Linked DNA regions of Triticum aestivum: region 2 is linked to region 1. The links are chromatin contacts, called in public Hi-C maps. All regions are on one chromosome and are shown on one strand. The core of a region is the stretch at or near the end of the contact, and the rest is flanking DNA. Distances in the headings are between cores, read along the strand shown.

Evidence for each region. Hi-C and Micro-C count contacts between places; a contact is called where the count stands out from the background.
Region 2: a Hi-C map of leaf shows a contact between it and region 1, with 4 times the contacts expected there. The contact joins the promoter of LOC123157254 here to the promoter of LOC123158939 in region 1. A contact is called at or near these places in 2 of 5 Hi-C or Micro-C datasets (both in leaf) and 1 of 1 datasets of contacts at active chromatin or transcription factors (leaf).

The regions. Positions count from the first base shown.
Region 1 is chr7B:147,523,081-147,530,226 of IWGSC CS RefSeq v2.1, forward strand. It overlaps LOC123158939 (UDP-glycosyltransferase CGT), which reads left to right and starts at 3,213. Exons shown (of 1, transcript XM_044576759.1): 1 at 3,213-5,029. The coding sequence starts at 3,342. The coding sequence ends at 4,760.
Region 2 is chr7B:147,696,705-147,703,850 of IWGSC CS RefSeq v2.1, forward strand. It overlaps LOC123157254 (U-box domain-containing protein 35), which reads left to right and starts at 3,185. Exons shown (of 4, transcript XM_044575515.1): 1 at 3,185-3,620; 2 at 5,003-5,121; 3 at 5,237-5,352; 4 at 5,451-6,009. The coding sequence starts at 3,314. The coding sequence ends at 5,739. LOC123157253 (protein kinase G11A) reads right to left here. Exons shown (of 4, transcript XM_044575514.1): 4 at 6,422-7,146. The coding sequence ends at 6,616.

The DNA.
Region 1 (7,146 bases), core at 1,963-4,462:
ATTTTTATATGAAAATTTTCTTTAGAGCCTTTTGGCTACTAAGAGTGAATTCTCATTTTGATGTAGGATTGATTCTTATCCTTTACATTTCTAAGAAAAAATTTAGCATGAACTGTTGAAAAAAAATCTTAACTATGAATTAAGGTCCCTAATATCTGGCTACCGTCAGCTCATAGCCAGCCTCGCGCGATCGTTTTGTTCTCTACTAGGGAGACGGGAAACCACAGAATGGAAGGTCCTCTCCTTGTACATTCGTTGTAGTGGGTCCCAGCGTGACCTCATCTGGCCCAAAAAATGCATTAACGGGCCGCAAAAAACAAATTATATCTCGAGCCTGGATATTTCTACATGAAAAATACATAATTAAAAATTGCCACCTCTCTAGGTAGAAAATGCCATGAACAAACTAAATCATATAAATTTATCAAATGCCATGCTCTGAATATGTGAAAATTGTCATGCTACTCTATAAAATGCCATCCACTAGATAAAAAAAGTATGTCTACATAAGCCCCAATGACAATTGCCACACCATTAACAATAAAAATGCCATCCTCTCAATGATGAAACGATATCCTCTCAATAATAAAAATGGCATCCTATTACTAATAAAAAATTACATGTCCTTAGCAATAAAAATTGTCATGCCATTAAAAATAAAAATGCCATCACCTCAACATTAAAAATGACATCCTCTCAAATAATAAAGATGCCACCTATTATTAACAAAAATGCCATGCACTTAGAAAAAAATTGGCATGCCATTTATAAAAACAAACATGCCATGCGCTTAACAACAAAACAGCCATGCCACTGAAAAAGAATGTCATCCGCAATAATAAATTTCATCCCTAATATTAATAAACTGCCATGTTGTACAAAAACAAGCTTGACTTGTGAACATAGTTTCAAAAAAATATAAAAACTGCCATGTACAAAAACAAATTTGACTTGTGAACATAGTTTCAATAAATATAAAAACTGCCATGTTGATTTTTTTAGAAGAAATGCCATGTATCCTAAGCAAAAAAGAACACAATTTGCCATTTTTCAAAAAAACAGGAGGAAAAAAATGAGGGACCAGAATTCTAACGTTCACCAGCTTTTCTATTTGCCAAAATTCGTGCAACAAATCTGACGGGAGATAGCGTGTAGGATTTTTCCTATTTTTATGTTATTCCTATCCTATGAACCGAGGCCTAAGTGCGTTAGAGGGCAGAAAGTGTGCCCAGTTGTGCCGGCTTATAAAAGATGGGGCAGTGATAGGCGCCGGCGCGCCGGCCGAACGGTTGGGCCGGTCGTATGCCAGCCGCCCGATTCGCACGTTCCTGGCTGCTCGATTCCGCTAGCTGCCCCCCCCCCCCCGCCCGCGCGTCGTTTTCGTTCTCCCAACACCACGAGCCCGCGAGATCCCCTCCAGAAAAAAAATCCCCTGCTCTGGGAGTAGTCTCCCGCACCGCGGGCCACCCGTCGCCCTCCGTCGCATCAGGTTGCGCCTTCGCCGCAGCTGGATGATGAAGCCACACAACTCCATCGCCGCCGGCCATCGACACATGCAACATTTGCCGATGTGGCTCTTAGCACCGGCTGTCGCCGCTTCCAGCATCTGCTAGTCGAGATTCCGGCTGCAGCTGCAACACCTCCTACCCTGGTCGTGGTCACTGCCGGGGAGCTTGTGTGTTCACGGGGTCCAGAATTTCTGTCAGTTCGTGGTTCCAACCAAAATGCGTGGATGTAGCAAAAATCATCACCAGTGGTAGCAAGACCCAAACGCGGTTGCAGCAAAACGCCGTTACCGCCTGTCGCGGCTTGCAGCTAATCCATGAACGGATGTAGCTAAAAAACTCGCCCTGTGGTATCGTTTCTGGTTGCCGGTTGTAACAAAATTGAGGATCCCCATCCATGTCTGTCGAAGCAAAAAAAAATCGCCGATGGTAGCTTTTGCGGTTGCCGGTTGTAACAAATTCAAGACCTCGTTGGCCGCGACGGCCGTTGCCAGCAACTGCTGTGGATGCAACACCATTATTTTTGCAAGGCCGCCGTGCTCCTGGTATAGCTTTGTTTTCGATTTAGCCGGTTGCAGCTTTGTCGGCTCCAGCTTTCTATTTGTCGGTTGTAGCAATTTCATCTCCCAATCCCATGTTTTGATTGCTGGTTCCAGCATTTTCTTTGCCGGTAGTAGCTTTTGCAATACCTAGTTCCAGCTTTTGATTTCGATGGTTGTAGCAGCGTCTTCCGTCGAATGCGACCAATAACGGGAGGTGGACGAAGCAGCTTGCGGTCGCATCCAATGGTGGGAGGTGGACGAAGCAGCTTGGGAGATAGCGGTCATGGCCAACGAGATGGCAACGGCGTTGGAGTAGCTCACGGCGGCGCCATGGGAGCCTGCTCGGAAGAGTTTGCCGAAGAAAACGATTGGAGAAGGAGCCACGCGAGTGGATTAGGCAGCACTGCGTGATGAACAAGACCGGCCGAAGTTTGGGCCGGCGCACCGGTCACAAGCGATTCTCTAAAAGATGTTGGTTATTTCCAACAAGGATTACCAGCTATGTCCAGTGTATTTTTTGTTTGCTGGGGTTTTGTTTTGCGTGGGGAGTGTCAGCGGGTGCTGTGTCGTGCAGTCCTGTATAAGCTGCTTCCCTGCTGACGTGGCCGAATAATGAAAATACAGGTGCTGTTTCCTGCGGATGCAGTGGTGCTTCAGTCCTATCGTGCAATTGGTCATCTGTTGTGTTTGTTGGGAAACTTGGGCCTTAGATGGAACAAGTCATTGGCCCATTATAGACCAAGTCCCTCCACTTAACGTTAAAGTAGGCACTTATTCCTCCATCCCTAGATATATGAGGAGGAGAGCACCCTGTGGATGTACAGTTGATGTTGATTAATAAAGAAAGACTCCCCTCTACTTTTGTGTGTCAACTTACTTTCTGTACCTGTGTATGATCGACTACGACGTTCGCTCCCGCTCCGCAACCCTGAACCGGACTCGCCGGCATGAGTTGCGGAACAGTGTTCTTGTGGTCGTGGAGATCTTCTTCGTTTCCGCAATGAAGTTCACACTTCACACACACGACGTGCAGGTATATCTGTCCGGACGTTGCAACTACTGCGCCGCTGGCTGGCAATTCGCTTGTGGACTACTGTACTACTGAACTGGTTGTTGAGTCGTGCGGCGCAGAGCACTGCTACATCTCCCAAAACAACGAGGCCCTCTAGTATTAAGCCACCTGGACTTGGCAGAGCTTTATCCCTCCTGCCCTGCACGAGCCAGCCAAAAAGAGCAGAGCATCCACGCTCCTCGCACTTCCAGCAACGAGAAAACCTCCACGGTCTCGACGGCAATGCCGACCTCCGGCGACGGCTCGGGCGCCCTGCCCCATGTCGTGCTCCTCCCGAGCGCCGGGATGGGCCACCTCGTCCCGTTCAGCCGCCTCGCTGTGTCCTTCTCCTCCTCCGACCACGGCTGCGGCGTCTCGGTCGTCACCGTGCTCCCCACCGTGTCGTCCGCCGAGTCCGCGCACCTCGATGCCCTGTTCGGCGCGTGCCCGGCCGTGCGCCGCCTCGACTTCCACCTCGCGCGGTTCGACGCGTCCGAGTTCCCCGGCGCCGACCCCTTCTTCCTCCGCTTCGAGGCCATGCGCCGCTCCGCGCCTCTCCTCGGCCCGCTCCTCGCCGGTGCCGGCGCGTCGGCGCTCGTGACGGACATCGCGCTGGCCTCCGTCGTCATACCCGTCGCCAGGGAGCTCCGCCTCCCCTGCTACGTCCTGTTCACCGCCTCCGCCGCGATGCTCTCCCTGTGCGTCCACTTCCCCGCCTACCTCGACGCGAATGCCGGCGGCCCCGTCGGCGACGTCGACATCCCCGGCGTGTACCGCGTCCCCAAGGCTTCCATCCCGCAGGCTCTGCACCACCCCGAGCACCTCTTCACCCGGCAGTTCGTCGCCAACGGCCGGGAGCTCGCGAAATCAGACGGCCTCCTGGTCAATTCTTTCGACGAGTTCGAGCCAGAAGCCATATCTGCACTCCGGGATGGCTCCGTCGCTGCCGGGTTCCCACCGGTTTTCTCAGTTGGGCCACTCGCTCCGGTGAGCTTTTCGGCAGGTGAACCGCCGGAAAATCAAGCTGATTACATGCGGTGGCTCGAGGCGCAGCCGACGAGATCGGTGGTGTACGTCAGCTTCGGCAGCCGCAAGGCCATATCCAAGGACCAGCTCAAGGAGCTCGCCGTCGGGCTCGAGGCGAGCGGCCACCGGTTCCTGTGGGTGGTGAAAAGCACCGTCGTGGACAGAGAGGACGAGGCCGAGCTCAGCGAGCTGCTCGGCGAAGGGTTCTTGGAGCGTGTGCACGGGCGGGGCATGGTGACCAAGGGTTGGGTGGAGCAAGAAGAGGTCTTGAAGCAGGAATCCATCGGTCTGTTCATCAGCCACTGCGGCTGGAACTCGGTCACGGAGGCGGCGGCGAACGGATTGCCGGTTCTGGCGTGGCCGAGGTTCGGGGACCAGCGGGTGAACGCCGGCGTGGTGGCGCGCAGCGGGCTCGGCGTCTGGGAGGAGCGGTGGAGCTGGGAGGGGGAGGAGGGAGTGGTGAGCGGGGAGAATATCGCGGAGAAGGTGAAGGCTGTAATGGCGGACGAGACAGTGAGGAATAAGGCGGTAAGCGTCCAGGATGCGGCGGCGAAGGCAGTCGCCGACGGCGGCACGAGCTACCGGAGCTTGGCCCAATTCGTGCAACGTTGCCGGGATCTGAGCGTCAGCAAGTAATACGACATGGCTACATTTCGAAGAAGCATGAACACGGAATAATTGCTGTATACCTCGACTGTTGTTAAACAAAGGATCTCCCATTTATTGGAAGCTGAACAAATGTAAGGAGAGAATGTCAGAATGAACACGCTGTCACAAAAACCAACGACAAATATACGTTCCTCTGTAAAGAAGTACTCCCTCCGTCCGGAAATACTTGTCGGAGGAATGGATGTATCTAGATGTATTTTAGCTTTAGATATATTTATTTTTATGTATTTCTCCGACGAGTATTTCCGGACGGAGGGAGTACTAGTGATTTACACGCTCTTATATTTTTTTCAACGGTGGGAGTACGTGATAAAGCTACAAGTTACGTTAGGGCATCTCTAACGCCGGCCGAAAAAAGACATGGTATTTGTTGCATCCGTGGACATTGATATGTAGCCGGTCATCGAAAGCTTGCCCTAAACTTTCGTCCGCAATACAAGCAAAATTTAAACCAGATGGACAGATATTATGCAAACATGATGTAATCCATGCAAATGACAAATAATTGATATAATTTACATAAACCGAATGATATTTTGTATATTCAACTAAAACTTAGAAAAACTCTAAAGTAATTTATAGCGGACGATGACCGGTGACCTCGTATGCCTGGTCGGGCTATCTAGTGGCCCTTCCGTATGCCTGGTCATGTCACCATTGAAGCGGCACCGCCGCCTCATCCGACCGCATCGCTCTGAATGGCATCAACGTTGTAGAGTCACGTCCACTCTGAAGCAACTTGAGCGGCATGAATGTGCGTCAACCGTTTCGCACGGAGAGTGTTTTGGGTGGGTCCGGCCGGCTAGGCGCGTACGTGGTGGATGTCCAAACTCTGGCGAACCTCCCCTTGGTCTTCGTCCGATTTGCGAGAATTGAGACAAGCGGACACGTCTGCGCATAGATGTAGCATCACATTGGATGGCTTACATCCTTCGGACACCTCGATTCGAACGTTTGTGTGTGTTTTGAGGGTCTGCGTTTGAAATGAACTCAGAGCATCTGGGCTCCTCAATCACACCCATATATGTCTCAGCGGCCTGTCAAGGACCGGGCATAAAATCATGACCCAGCCGACCCCCTCACACCGGCCCTATTCATCCGGCTCACCGACGCCCCTCATACCGGTGCGCCGATCAAGAGGGTACCGACAGCTATGTTCTTTTTGGTTTGAATACGACTTATGTTTGAACAGGAAGCCCCCAAATGACCTTGAGAGTTTTTTCACGACTCTGACTCGAATACGATCAAAGTCGGACCCAAAAGGGGTTAAGCTATGATTCGAATACGATCAAGAAGCCCCCTAGTGAGTTTGGCATTGTGCCGATCAAGAGGGTACCGACAACTATGTTCTCTTTGGTTCGAATACGACCTATGTTTGAACAGGAAGCCTCCTAGTGATCATGAGGTTTAACGGCTAGATTCGAATACGATCATGAGCTGGACCAAGAGGGTTAAGCTAGATTCGAATACGATCAGCCCCCAATTGGTCGTTTTGAAATGATGATGATGAAGATATATAATCATTGAGGATGAAAAGGACAGAGGTCCTGCTTTTATTACTTATCATAATATATATATCGTTAAAATATGTACATCATGAGAGCCGGTGGCTCAAGTGTAGTAAGGCCGAAGATGAGCGATATTCCATGGCCGGCGGGTCTCCTTCTCCGACTTACGTGAGTCTTTGTGCTCTCGAACATCGATAAGGTAGTTTGACCCGTTGTTCAAGTTCTTGCTGACCACAAAGGGCCCTTCCCAAGGTGGGGATAACTTGTGTGCATCAGTTTGATCCTGGATGAGCTGGAGCACCAAATCACCTTCTTGAAAGGTTCTGGACTTAACCCGGCGGTTGTGATAACGGCGCAGGTCCTGTTGGTAAATCGCCGAGCGGGCTGCTGCCAAGTCACGCTTTTCATCTAACAAGTCAAGGGCATCCTGACGTGCCTATTCATTATCAGCTTCAACGTAAGCCGCCACATGGGGCGAACCATGACGGATGTCACTAGGTAGAACCGCCTCTGCTCCGTAAACCATGAAGAAAGGCGTGTAACCCGTAGACCTGTTGGGGGTAGTATTGATGCTCCATATCACAGAAGGTAACTCATCCACCCAACAACCCGGTGTCTGTTGCAAAGGAACCATAAGCCGGGGTTTGATGCCTTTCAAGATTTCCTGATTGGCTCTTTCAGCTTGACCATTGGATTGAGGGTGAGCTACTGATAAAACATCAAGCCGGATATGCTCATGTTGACAGAATTCCTCCATGGCGCCTTTGGACAGATTAGTACCATTGTCAGTGATAATGCTGTGTGGAAAGCCAAAACGAAATATCACCTTTTTCATGAATTGAACC
Region 2 (7,146 bases), core at 1,935-4,434, 170 kb after region 1:
CCATAAGCATAAGCATACACAAACAAACAATGAACTCAAATCATATTAAAATAAAATTTTAAGCATATTCCTCCAACAACATCTACTACACATGATGGATCAAATCATATCAACATGCATCATATCAAAAAAACCTCCAACATACATCATATCTTCATATTTTTAAATAAAATTTTCCAAACAACATCTTCATATCATCATATCAACATGCATCATCAAACTAGGGTCCATCTTCACACTAGATCATATCATCATATCACATGCATCATCAAACTAGGGTTCATCCTCATATCAACATTACATCCTCATATCAACACTAACATATGAACTATTGATTAGAGTTCATATCCAATACCACTACTTACTGAAGAACTAAGAACTACAACTACAATCAATCTTAGGTGGAAAAAAATCTAATCTAAGTTCAAAAACATGAGGGATTTCAAGCAAATAATGCGTCGAATCGGAAGCAAGTTTGCAAAAACTAATTGGAGGGATCAGAGGAGCTTACGGTTCTCTCCTCAGGGCCATCTCGATCCGTCAAAACGGTGAAGAATCGGTGAAGATCCAAGGGGGGGAGTGAAGGAGATGAGAGAGGGAGAGAGGGGCGACTTGGGGGAGAAAAGGATGAACTGCCAACGGGGGGAAGGGGGAGGGGTGGGGAGATGGGCAGGGGCGCGGGGGTTTCGGGGCAAATAACTGCCCGGACCCTACCGCTAGGGCCCCTGGCGGTATGGTTAGACAGCCTACCGCCAGGCCCGCAGGCGGTAGGGTGCGACGGAGGGGGACGGCGACGTCTCCGCGCGCTGACGTGGATAAGTTTCCTACCGTCAGGGTCCCTGACGGTTGGCTTTGTAACCCTACCGCCAGAGGCCCTGGCGATAGGAGAAAGGATCAAATCTCGAAAAAAAATTCAAACAGGGATCAGATCCTAATTTTTTTTGTCAAAAGGGTCAAAACACGAAATTCGGCCGCTTTTGGTTGCCAAGCCGTTGGGCGGTCACCGGCGGACGATTCAAAGGCGTCAGCTGGCCCTCCCTCCCCTTTGACCCCGAGGCAGCCCCGCATCGCCATCGCCACCGGAAGGGATCCGACCGAGATCCCCCGGCATATTCCCCTCCTGGTCCACGCTGGCCCAGCAATAATCCGCATTACAATAATCTGCCCCCGTATACTAGTCGATAATGTGCGTCATCTCCCTCTGCCATGCAGTAGCTCAACTCAACAACGTGTTCCGGTGCACTGTCGGGAACCGGCCTACTCAACACATGTCAGTCAGCTCCCTTCATTGTAGTTCGTGTAACCACACGCACGACTAAATTAATTGACCGTTTTTATTCTGTATGTATCATGATCATCCACCTTGTCCTTCATACCGTACGGACACGTTTGTGCCCTACCAAAGGAAGGGCATCAGTTGGAGCTACGCTGCAGCAACTCATAAATCAAAAGTACCAGAATATGCCGCAGCCTAAGAGCAAATCCAACGACCGACCCAAACGGACGACTGACTCTTTTTTTTGTCTGTTTGGGTCGGTCCGGCGGATATAAATATCCACTTCCGCATTTAGGTTGGCGCATGCGTCCAGAGCTGACCCAACCCATTTTGACGGCGTGAGAAAAAAAAGAATACAAGCATTTCTAAAATAAAAACAATATTAATTAAACATTAAAGCCGGTCACGAAGGCCAGCGAGAGTCCACGCGTCCACATTTGCATTAATGAAAATTAAAACTAAAATAAACTACGAGGCGGCACGCTGCTCTAGGCGGCGGGGGCGGCATCCGTGAGGTCGATGAGCGTCGGCGCAGGACCGGCCCAGGGGAAGCCGTGTTTCAGGCGGCGGCGATGTCGGCCGCTGGCTGTGCTGCCGCGAGCTGTGCTGGCGCGGCCTGGCGCGCCTCCTCCTCGGCCTGGCGTGCCTCCTCCTCGGCTTGACGCGCCTCCTCCTTGGCCTGGCGCTGCTCGTCCTCGGCGTCGCGCTCGAGTCGCGTTGACCCACTCGCGCACTACTCTCGTCCAGGAGTAGCGCTCGAAGGGGGGCGGCTCCAGCTCGGTTTTGACCGAGGATGCTAGGGCCACCGACGGCACGACGTAGTCGCCCGCCGCGGAGAGGGCCATGGCCGCCTCGTACGCCGCCTCCTCTTCCTCCTTCGCCGCCACCTTGTGCCGCTCGTCCTCCTCGCTCTCTCGGAGGACCGCTGCAACGGCCGCCTCCTGGTCCTCCTCGCGGACGACGAGCGGGGGCGGCGGCACGCTAGGTCGACTTCGCGGACGCTGCGTTGCCTCGCCTCCTCGTACTCGAAGGCGAACCATCGAGCCCAATTGGACGAGTCAAAGGCGTACGCGGCGTCGCGGCGCTGCTCCGGCGCCGCACCTCCTTCTCGTGCGCCCTAGCCGACCGCGGCGTCGCCGGCACTAGGATCCTCTCCGAATCCAGGTGCCAGTCGTGCAGCAGGGTGGCGCCGGGGTACGAGGGAGGCACGCGGTGCTGCCAGTGCCACTCCGCCTGGTGCACTGGCACGTTGACGCGCTACCTCAGCCAGCGAGCTGGCACCGGCGGAGGCTGGAGGAACTCAGAGGGAAAAGGAATGGTGGGGTTCTTGCCCGTCGACTTGCTGTTGCCGACACCGGAGAAGAGACCCATCTGGCTTTGCTGGGGTGGCTAGGGTTTGCCGCCGAAGGGGGAGCAGAGTGTGGCTAGATGGGGACGGGGGCTGGCTGGAAGTGGATGAGGACGGCCCCGCCGCACGGTCGGCTTAAAAATGAACGACCCGAGGTCATAAATTAAGCTGATCAGACTGACCGCGGGCAGTTGGACAACCGCCAGGTGGGGACGCAGCGGACACCGAGAAGGCACGCGTGGAGTCCGTTCCGCATCCGCGCCGACGCATTTGGGGTGCAAATTTGGGCCGCAAATGCGTCGGCGCGGACACGAAGCGGACTCGATTTGGGTTTGGGTCGGCGCGTTGGGCCTTCTCTTTTGTCTGCTCCGACCCAAACGGACGGCGGCGGACGAAATAGGTCGCCCCATTGGAGTTGCTCTAATCTTTATATATATGGGGTTTAAAGGATAACAAAAAAGTTGTGCCATTTAAAAAAATATACTAGCAATCTTCAGGAAAAAGTCAAACTAGAACATATACACACGATCCCCTCCAGCTGGCCACATTGAGACGAAACAGAGTACACAAAGCCCTCCTCCTCCCTTCGTCTCCGTTGCTCCGTCTCATTTCCAAGCTCCATACTCCACCACGAGCTAGCTGGTACTGCTGTCCTGTCAGGGAGGCCCGCCGGCCAAGAAGATCGAGGCATGGCCGAGGCCGTCCGGGACGATCATCGTGGCGCGGTCGGCGTCGCGGTGGACGACCGCACCAACAACGGCGACAGCACGTGGGAGATAGAGGAGTTGGAGCCGGACGACCGGACGGCCGGACCGCCTCCTCCCCCTCCTCCCGGGGCAGCGGCCATCTCTGACGCCGACGACGTGTACGTGGCGGTGGGCAAGGGCGGGTCCAGCATGGCGGCGCTGTCGTGGGCGCTGACGCAGCTCGCAAGGCCGCGGAGCTTCGTCTACCTCGTGCACGTCTTCCCCGTCGTCGCCACCATCCCCACCCCATGTAATCAAGCAACCCTCTTCTCCCCCTTTCCTACCTCCTGAATCAAACATTTCTCCTATAATATTTGTTCACCTTAGCATTGCGAGATCGACGAAGCTATCTTATTACTAGTTGCCTTCATGAGGTAATAACCAGAACAGTGACGATTTTGCAACATGAATGTAGAAGTTACAAAGTTACCGGTAGTCAAAGTGTCACGTTAAGATCGGCGGCTAACATTCCGAAACAGTTGGTAAGAACACAGTAGAAGCAAGTCTGGTCTTGGATCGACCACCAATGGGTCCCAGCAACGTTTACATAGACAAGGGATTGGCTGGCAAAGGGTGGTTGCAAACAAGGTCATGTTCTTGGACTGGTCTCAAGAGGGTTTTGGCTTTGTATGATTGGAACTTTCAAAGGCGGCACCGCCAGTCCACCACACCTGGCTGGCTGCTAGGGGTTCAGAGCTTCCGTGAAGAATAACGATTGAAAAAGTCGGCCCGTCGAGGAGCTGCAATCGAGGAAGTTCTAAACTGTTGTTGATGCTGACCTAGGTTTTCATGGACTGATCTGTTCAGACTCACACTTTTCGGTGCTAATTATACTGACTAGGTGGACATGGTGTTCTCCCAAGCACAATTATATGGTTAATTTGATGCTGTTAGTTATCAGGTTCTTGCTTAAAAGGAGATTAGAGTTCTCATCTTACATCGCCAATGTTTTTCTTTTTGCCAAAGTACATGTCCAATGACAGTCACAAAAGGGAGAGAATGAATGCTTTTGGTAGAGCTTGTAGAGAAAAGGCATAGTGCTTGTGCTAGGTATCATTTTCCAAGTATATATTCTCAACAATCATTTTATGAAAAAAAATATTCTCAGCTATCAGATCAAACTTTTTAGCTCAAGTCTAATGGATATGTGGAGTATGGAGGATGCCAAACTTTAGGCGTTAGGTTCCGGGGGTGCCGAGAAGAATAGGACGCATACCAGTCTCTGATGTTAGCCTGCCACTGAAGTGTGAACAATCCAAAACAATAAGATTCCTTTTCTTGATATATAGCTTTATCTTCTTTTCTTTTTTTTGAGGGAGATATATAGCTTCATCCTTCTTATACACGATAACCTGATAGAGGCTTTCAACAGCTATATTACGCATATTTGTTCGTAAACCATTACACCTTTTTATCTATATATCACGAGGTCCAAGACACAAATATGTCGATTTTTTTATTCTTTTTGGCGTGTTTTTTTTTCTTTCTATGCGTGGTTTAATAGTTATGTCCTCAATATCAGAGTTTTCTGAATGTAATCATTTGACGACTGAAGAGCAACAAAGATTTAGTTAAAAGGCGTCTTTATGTTGTGACGAATCTGACACATGTGGCAACAATTTTCTGAAATAGTAGGAATGATGCCTAAGAGACAAGCAACCCCAGAGCAAGTAGAAACTTACATGAACCAAGAGAGATCCAAGAGGCGAGAGATGCTGCAGAAATTTCTGGACCACTGTCGCAACTTTCAGGTAAACTGGCTGCATCAGTTCTTTGCAATAAATAGATTAATAAATTAAAAACCTACTGCACTTTACACGCCAAATTTCATAGTAGTAAACTTACATTGTTGCCAATTATGATCAGGTTAACGTCGATGTGTACCTCATCGAGAGTGATCAAATCGCTGATGCGGTCGCTGAACTTATCCCTGTTCTGAATATAAAGCAGCTAGTACTTGGGGTGGCAAAATCCAACTTGCGGTAAGGTCTATATACCATGAATCATGCAAATCAGCTGGATTTTACCTACTTTTCTTCAGCTTGCCAATATATATCTACTTAATTTTGAATGCGCACAGGAAGTTGAAGAAAGGAAACACAATAGCAGGACAGATACAGAAGAATGCACCTCTCTACTGCGAAGTCAAGATTGTCTGTGATGACAAGGAAGTCGCAGCGGCGACGACTGCTGATCCGACACCACCATTTTCACCTTCCCCTGTAAATAACAACAGCAGATCTCGCACCCCGACACCGCCATCATCTACGCCAAATCACAATAGCATAGAGGCAGTTGATGGCAAAAATGATAGCAAAACCAAAGAAAGAAGGAAGATTCCCAAGTTTCTAAGGTGCCTGTCATCCTGATTGCTGTTCCAGTCACTTTCACAGCTGGAATGCTGTATGCGCCATCTTAAGGTAGCAAAAAGTTTGTGATTAAAAGTTTTGCCATATTTTGAATTTTAAACTTCTAAATCCATGGTGTACAAATGAGATAATTTACCGTACATGGAGCTTTTCAGCATATCTCTGTGGGGTTCTTTCTTATTTTATTTTATTTATTTTGTAATGAAGCCTTGTACTTGATTGCAGTGGTTATGGAGCTGCATGAAAAAAATGCAATTGCAATTGGAAACATGCAGATGGTTTAGATGCACCTGTGGTCTTAAGACTTCATAAACATTTTGCCCAACATGCATAACTGATCAAGTAGAAGTGGTAGCCAATCAATTAGTAGCATAATTGTTGGTAGGGAGCATCTGTGCTATATTTAGGACAATCAGTGAGCATCAATGCCGTAGTGCAAGCTGACATACACATGATTACCCTATTTTAATCAAACAGTATTTCAGCAAGACTTGTCGGATCGTGCACACAATGATGCAGTCATCAGTGTGAGCAACAGCAATGGCCAAGCAGGTAAAAACACCGGATAATTCCAACGAAACAAGGCCCTGTAAGGTGCCTTAGTTGCTGACAGTAATAACTTTTTTTACAACAGCATAAGCTGTTACAAAACTGAGTTTAATTCTGCACATCACGCGAAGACTTCTCACAAAGATTAGCGACTTCAAAACTGGTGGGGGAATATAAATTTGAAACATCCAATTCGTTCACTACAAAGCAGAAAATAGCTTGACAGACACAAAAATCTACATACGACTCATCTGTCAGACACATGCATGCGAAAAGCCTACAACTTCTAATTATGCAAACAAATGGAAAAAATGAACATTCTGTTCACTAAAAGAAATCAAACTCTAAATAGTTATCCGAGCCTTTCTGGGATGCACCAGTAGGTGCTGCACTAGCCTCAGATGTTGACACTGGCAGCTTTGTAGTCTGCCTCTCAATCTCGACAGGCTTCGGAACCTCTGGAGGGCTCGCACAGCGTATCAACGCCCAATTCACACCCTCAAAAAATGGATGCTGTTTTATCTCAGTGGCGCCACGCTTGCAACCCAATCGTTGTTGGGGCTCCTTAACAAGTAGGCCCCTTATTAAATCTCTTGCTGAAAAGCTCACGACTGGGTATTCTGGGAAACGCAACGGCTGACCGATGACATTGAACAGAGTCGCTCGGTTACCTGAACCTTTGAAAGGTGTTTTGCCGAACAGAAGCTCGTACAAGAATATACCAAAGGTCCACCAGTCAACAGCACTGCCGTGGCCCTCACCTTTGATAATCTCAGGGGCCAAGTACTCATGTGTGCCAACAAATGACATTGATCGCGCATCACTAGGTTCCGCCATGAGCTCGGGCCATGGACGGAC